2 separate regions of the Mus musculus genome follow, and region 1 is linked to region 2. Evidence: chromatin contacts called from public promoter capture Hi-C data. All regions are on one chromosome and are shown on one strand. Each heading gives the region's core, a stretch centred on a gene start, on an enhancer-like site or on the middle of the called end of the contact. The rest is flanking DNA. Distances are from core to core; before and after follow the strand shown. Region 1 holds the start of Cyb5d2 (cytochrome b5 domain containing 2). Region 2 holds the start of 1700051A21Rik (RIKEN cDNA 1700051A21 gene).

The links. Promoter capture Hi-C pulls out the DNA fragments that hold promoters and counts their contacts.
Region 1: a contact with region 2 is called in a promoter capture Hi-C map of embryonic stem cells, with 2.2 times the contacts expected there. The contact joins the promoter of Cyb5d2 here to the promoter of 1700051A21Rik in region 2. A contact is called at or near these places in 6 of 39 promoter capture datasets (cranial neural crest, embryonic stem cells, frontonasal cranial neural crest and 3 more) and 1 of 115 datasets of contacts at active chromatin or transcription factors (astrocytes).

Annotation. Positions count from the first base shown.
Region 1 is chr11:72,793,781-72,797,181 of GRCm38.p6, reverse strand. It overlaps Cyb5d2 (cytochrome b5 domain containing 2), which reads left to right and starts at 1,343. Exons shown (of 4, transcript NM_001024926.3): 1 at 1,343-1,669. The coding sequence starts at 1,420. It overlaps Zzef1 (zinc finger, ZZ-type with EF hand domain 1), which reads right to left and starts at 956. Exons shown (of 55, transcript NM_001045536.2): 1 at 532-956. The coding sequence starts at 885.
Region 2 is chr11:72,265,551-72,268,763 of GRCm38.p6, reverse strand. 1700051A21Rik (RIKEN cDNA 1700051A21 gene) reads right to left here and starts at 1,920. Exons shown (of 2, transcript NR_045922.1): 1 at 1,239-1,920; 2 at 208-883. It overlaps Slc13a5 (solute carrier family 13 (sodium-dependent citrate transporter), member 5), which reads left to right and starts at 2,160. Exons shown (of 12, transcript NM_001004148.4): 1 at 2,160-2,300. The coding sequence starts at 2,199.

The DNA.
Region 1 (3,401 bases), core at 94-2,593, 530 kb before region 2:
AACCAACCAAACAAAACCTAGTATTTTATAGTCATGAACGGCTTGCAGAATGAGTCTTTTCAGTGTAATGTTACCCTCCTTCCACATTAGACTCAGATGGTTCTCTACAAGATTCCTGCACAGGCCAGTAAAACAGAATGGTTTTCATGGCCACTCCCTTGATCTTTGCACATCCTTTCTCGTAATTGTCTTACTCTGATAAGGTCCAGCAAGCAACTAAGCCTGTCAACTGCACAAATGTCTGCCTACCACATGCAGAGACTTTTTTTTGGCTTGCTCCTCTCTTCGGAACAAAGCTAATGTAGCCTGGACTTTCCACACCTCTAGTAAAGGCGAGAGACGTAGCAAAATTCCGTAGTGATGCACTCCGAAAGAGTTCGGACAACGCCATACTTCCATTCTAAGAACCCGAGGACCCTATGGCTTCCTGGCTGGCCTCCGCAAAGCAACCGCCCACCTCTTCAGGACCTTATTGGCGACCACCCTGCTCCCGCACCGCTGTCGCCAGCCAGCCAGCCAGCCAGCCCTGACCTCCTCGAACTGCTCGCCCGAACATCCAGCGCCGCGAGCCTCCAGCAACTCCCGGAACTGCTCCAGGGTGACGGACTCTTCACCGCGGCCCAGCCGCTCTTCCAGCCAGCGCAAGAGCGCGCCGTGGTGCCTCGACACCAGGGATTCGCAGGGAGGTGCGGGCCGCAACGCAGCCGCTGCCTCTCGCAGCCGAGCGGGTTCCAGGAGTGCAGCGGCGGAAGGCAGCACCGCGGCCGCAGGGCCGGGGCCGGGGGTCGTGCCAGAGTCGGCAGCCCAATCTTGATGTGGGCTCCAGCCCTCACCCCCTGCGGCCGCCGCTTCGTCTTCGCTGCTGTTACTCGGAGCGTTCCCCATGGGGTCTCCGTCTTGGGTGCTCGGAGGTGTCGCCGCCGCCGCCGCCTCCCAGCCACGACCTGTCAACCTCCGACAGCTCCTGGCGGGCGGGGACGGGGTGGAGACCACAGCGGCGGCAGTGACTTCCGGCTTCCTGGCTGTCGAGCGAGGCCTGATGTCGCAACGGAGCCGTCAAGCGGATTCCATTTGCTCACGACAGCTTAATGAAGCCCGGGAACCCACCCGTTAACGTATCCGTCTAGCCGCCTCTGCCGCCATCTTTGTTGAGGGCGGATAAACTGTAAGCCAGGACTTTTTGTTTGTTTGTTTGTTTGTTTGTTTTTTCTCTGTACTGTTCCCCTTTTCTGCTCCACGCTTCACGTTCAGAATCTAGGCTGGACAAGAAAAGAAGAAAGAGTCGGGGGCAAAAGAGTCAACTTTGCTGTGAAGTCTGTCAGTGTCGCGCTGCCGACGTCACGGCCGGCGTCTCTGCTGTCTTAGTGGTGGCTTAAGAGGTGGCTACCTCCGAAGCGTGTCTGGTGTGTTGCTGTATAGATGCTGAGGATATGCGGGCTTGGTGTGGTGCTGAGCCTGGCCGTGGCGGCGGTGGCTGTCATGGCCGTGTGGTTGATGGACTGGTGGGGTCCCCGCCCTGGTATTCGCCTCTTCCTTCCCGAGGAGCTAGCCCGCTATCGCGGCGGCCCAGGGGACCCGGGCCTGTACTTGGCACTGCTCGGCCGCGTCTACGACGTGTCCTCTGGCAGGAGGCACTACGAGCCTGGGGCGCACTATAGCGGCTTCGCAGGTATCGGCGAGGCTCTCACACCTTTTCCTCCTGCGTGGGCTCGTAGCCACGGCTTGCGTTCGTCCAGTAATTTATTCCTCCGCGCCTCGTCATCCCACATTCCTCAGACTGCTGCGGTGGGAAGGACACGGTCCTGGTTTGCAGCTTGGACGCAACTGTGCTAGTTATGTACCCTCCGACTCTGTCTGCTGCACTGTGTGACTGATTCGGAGAAAGATGTGTCTTGTTAGGTAGTGGTTACACTCAGAAGTCTACCTGGTCTCTAGAGCTACCGTGCTTTCAGGCTCTTTAGACTGACCCGAAATAACCTTTCCTCCGCCCGCCTCCGTTTCCCCTAATATAATATTTGAGTCTTTTTTAATTCTAGTAGATGCACTTGTCTGCTTTTCTTTAAAAAAAAAAAATGAGAATCAAGCGGGGAATGAAGTTAGAGCACAGGAAAGCAAGTATCTTTTGTAGTATTAAAATACCTACAATAAACCAGAAGTGGTGTTTTAACTGGAGTGGCTGAGACAGGAGGATCTCTTGAGCTACAAAGATCCATTGAGCCAGGAATTTGTGGCCAGGCTGGCTCTAAAACAACACGAAACAAAACTTCTGACAAAATTTGGTATATTAGCCTTCCTAAGAACATTTATCAAATTAACTCCATTCTGCTGTGCTCCCGTTACCCCTTAACAACGGAGGGGATCGGAAAATGTAATTTGACTAAAAGCCTTAACAAGATATGAGAACTACCAACCTAATAGCTTTTAATTTTTATTTTATGTGTATGAGTGTTTTACTTCCTTGTACAACTCTGAACTACCTGTGTACTTGGTGCCCATCGAAGCCAGAAGAGGTTTTCAAATCCCTGTAACTAGTAAACATGGTTGTGATCTGGGTGCTGGGAACTTTGCTTCTCTGGAGGAGCATCCACTGCTCTTAACCAGTAAGCCAGCTTCCCAGCTACCAATTTTAAAGGTGTTGTTTTTCTAGCCAAGGAGAATACCTCTCTCTTTGTTTATTTGGGAAGGAAGATCGCAGGGCAAGACTGGTAACTAGACTGACAAAAATTTCAAGCAGTCCACCGGTCATTTAGGAGAATTAGGAAGCTACCTTTAAATACAGATCACTCACTTCCTTCTCTCCAGACTTTTCAAACAGTCTAACCTGGGATAGGACCTACCCAAGGACATGGAGAGTTAGAAGCAATGCTAGACTGGAATCAAGAGTTTTTTCTTGCCACTTGAGTGCACTTTAGGACACTACTAACATCTGGTATAGCTGTCATGGATGCATGCACAAGTGTGAACATACATGCTTCCATTTCTGGGCTAGTATGCTCTAGTAGCTTTTGCGTTCTGTGCATATAATTTTTGAGCTCCATTTATTGACTACTACCATGGGTCCTCCCTTGGCCAGGTGCTGAGGAATCCAAGATGTGTCTGACTGCCCACACAGTCTATTAGGGAAGCAAATGTACTCATTTATATAGTCAGTACTTATTTTTATTAAGGCACAAGTCACAGAAAAGTCTTTATGTTAAAGGCACAGAGACAAACAAACATTATCATCACCTAATTTCAGAACATTTTGCTCATCCCCAAGGGAAACTACCCATCATCCACTCCTCTCCATTCTCTACCTCCCCACAACCCTTGGGAATTCCTGTGTACTTTCTCTTCCTATGGATTTGCCCCTTCTATGAATAGAATCATATACCTCACACATGTCCTTTTCTTTTTTCTTT
Region 2 (3,213 bases), core at 671-3,170:
TCCCATATTATTGCAAGGGCGAATGCCACTGATGGCTGACTGTAAGCCACAGAGCTACTTTAAACACTCAGAACATTGACTTGGGGGTCTTAAAACGACTACTGGGAATCAAAGTTGATCTGATTCTATATATGAGAAGATGAATCCAGAATGGAAACATCCACCAAGGCCACACAGGGACAGAGTATGGATTCAGGCATTTAGCTGCAGCGCACACTTTATAGACTTTAAAGCACTTAAATTACAGCAGAATGGTTGACCAGCATCGTAGATCCCAGACTTTGAGTGAACGTCCTGAATGAGGCCTGGTAAAGGGTGTTAAGTGGGCACATGGTGATAAATAAAACGAAGATTAAATAAAAACTCCAAAAGGCTGGAAAGCTGGCTCCATGGTTAACAGCAGGACTCACTCTTCTTGCTGGAAGAGGACCTGGGTTCATTTCCCAGAACCCATATGGCTGTTCCCAACTGTCTATTATTTCAGTTTCAGGGACTCTGACACTCTCTTCTGACTCTGGGGTTATCAGACATGCAAATGATACACACATATATATGCATGCAAAATACTCATACACATAGAGTCTTGAAACACACACACACACACACACACACACACACACCCCAAAGCAGGAACTCTAGTTTTAATTGCCCTGGGGGAAGGGATGGGCCCAGGGCCACATAGATGCAAACAAGCAAACAAACCGAAAATAGAGAGGGCCTGAAGAAGGCAGTTGCAGACTTGAGGGCAAGGTGACAGGCAGGTCACAGGAACAGAGTCAAAAATCTTGATACAAATGTGTGTTCTGTTTTAGGGCCTTCGACATTCACAGGCTGAGAAGGTGGGGAATTCAGTAGTTCTTTCCTGGTGGTGGTGGTGGCAGGGCTAGGGGTGGAGAAGAGGGAGGAGAGGTTAGTCTCATATAATTCGTAGCAATTGCATATAACCTATTCTTTACTTCATCTCTGGATTGCTTGCAACACCTAACACACAGTGTAAGTGCCGTGCTAATAGTCGGTCTCTGTTGTATATAGTTCAGAGTACGCCGATGGTTTCCATGTTTAGAACAGAAGCAGCCATCCTAGTCGTAAACACGCTAACCATGTCAGCAACTAGATAGCATCTTGATCAGTGGTGAGAGCTGACTGTACAGGAATCTGGACTCAGCCATGTGTCAAGTAGCCTGTGGATAAGACTCCCCAGAGGAGAATGAGAGGCAGGCAGAAGAGAAAGAACTCACCGAAGTGTCAATAATGTCATTGCACCCTCTTGTGTTGGTGTCCCAAACAGGACTTAGCACAGCAGGTACTACACACAGGTCTGTTAAGGGGAGGATTAATGAATGAACGAATGCCTCGATGATGGTTGGCAGGATTATGCCCCCTCTTTTCTAAGGCCCCGTCTCCCACCATAAAATGGTACTAGCGAGGTGGTTGGTAAGTGGGCGGCAGCAACTACCCGCGCCTGGGCAAAGACGGCCGGCCTGCGCAAGCGCGTTCGCTGGAGGGTAAAAGTCGTTCGGTCTGCGAGGACAGTGACCGCCTTCCTTAGCGGTCCCTCTAGAGCGCCTACGGTGCGCTGGGTAGGAGACGGCACGAGGAGGGAAATGGGTTCTATGTCTAGAGTCGGGCTAACGCTAGGAGGAAGCCAGCGGATCTTGGAGGTGAGAAGACCGCGGTGGCGCAGGGCTCGGCCATCGCCTCTAGGAGACGCCCCTCCGGGATAGGGATGAGAAGGAGAACGCTTTGGAGAGAGAAGCCTGAGAATCCTACAGGCTGGTGTTTTTCATCTGGGACATTCCGGAGTCCAGGAGAGAGCAGGTGAGAGTACACAAAGGGTCCTCACGCTTAAGCTGGCAGAATGACCGGCACACCCTGCATGGTACTGAGGACCAGAGCAGCGCCAACGGGCTGGCAAGTGGTGAGGTGCCAGGGTCCAGTCCTCTCCATAGAGGGCTGGTGCCAAGCACTGAAATCTGCAAACGCCTCACTCTGCCGCGGGGTGGCAGAGTCCTGGGACAGACACTCCCCACAGACCCCGAGGGGTGGCTCCGCCCCAGGACCGCAGGGAGGCCTGGCAATGGGGGGCGGAGTTGTAGCCGCCCCCAATCCGGTGGGACCGCGCGTCCCCCTTTTAAGCTCGTGAAGCTTCTAGCTGCCTCGCAATCTTTTCTCCCTCCAGTCAGTCTCCCTTTCACGCGATGGATTCGGCGAAGACTTGTGTGACCAAGTTCAAGTCCTTTGCGATTTTGCTCTTCACCCCGATCCTGATGCTTCCACTCGTCATTCTGATACCTGACAAGGTCAGTTGCGTGTCTGGGCAGCCTGGCGGAATCCGGGTGCCCAGTGCAATAACGGGCACGGAACCCGGGAACGCTGAGCTGGAACGCATAGATTCCTCCGTGGGGACGAGCTCCCCTGGGACGCGTGCTCAGACGCTCCAGGCACCAGATAGGAGGTGCTCTGCAAAGAATCCGAGGGACGCACAGACCCTAAGGTGAACACGTCCTAGAGTGCACCGATTTCAGGGCGCAAGAGCCGTCCGGGCAAACACGGAAACCTGGACGTTAGAACAGATCTGAACCACACAGACCCCTCGACAGGCTTAGCCTCTGACTCAAAATCTCCTCCCAGAGTGCACAACCAACGCTAGTCCAGCTCAAAGATAATGCTCGAGCTAGTAGAGACTCTGAAGGCTGGGCTTTCTTTCCCTCTGTGCCTCTTCTCTAGGAAAGAGAGATTTCCTAGCTGTAGATGCCTTCAGGCAGGGAACTACAGGAACAGAGTGGATCATGCCTTTGCCATAATCTGGCCTTGATATTTGAAGCTCAGGTTCCCCATCTATGATCTATATTTCTTTCTAGCTCGGAAGCCAAGGAAGCCACTCTCGAGTTCAAATCCTGCTGCAGCCTGAAAGGCAGGTCGGGCACTGCCCACCGCCTGCTGAGGCAGTCAGTGTGAGGAGGCAGGACGTATTCCCAGAGCTCACGCCTTGGGTGGCATGGCTCTCGGTTGCTGGGGAAGCTGAGTCCCATTCCCTGGCCTCCTGGTGCTCCTGGGAGGAAGGGAGAGAATGAATGGCCTTGGCTGCAGAGCAGAGGAGGGCGGGAGCGCTGGCCCCGGCTCTGTCAGGCTGTGTGCAGCCAGTTTGGCGAGGCCAGGGCTCTTTGAAGCCTTATGTGGCTACCCTTTCACTCTCAGCCCAGACAGGAAACC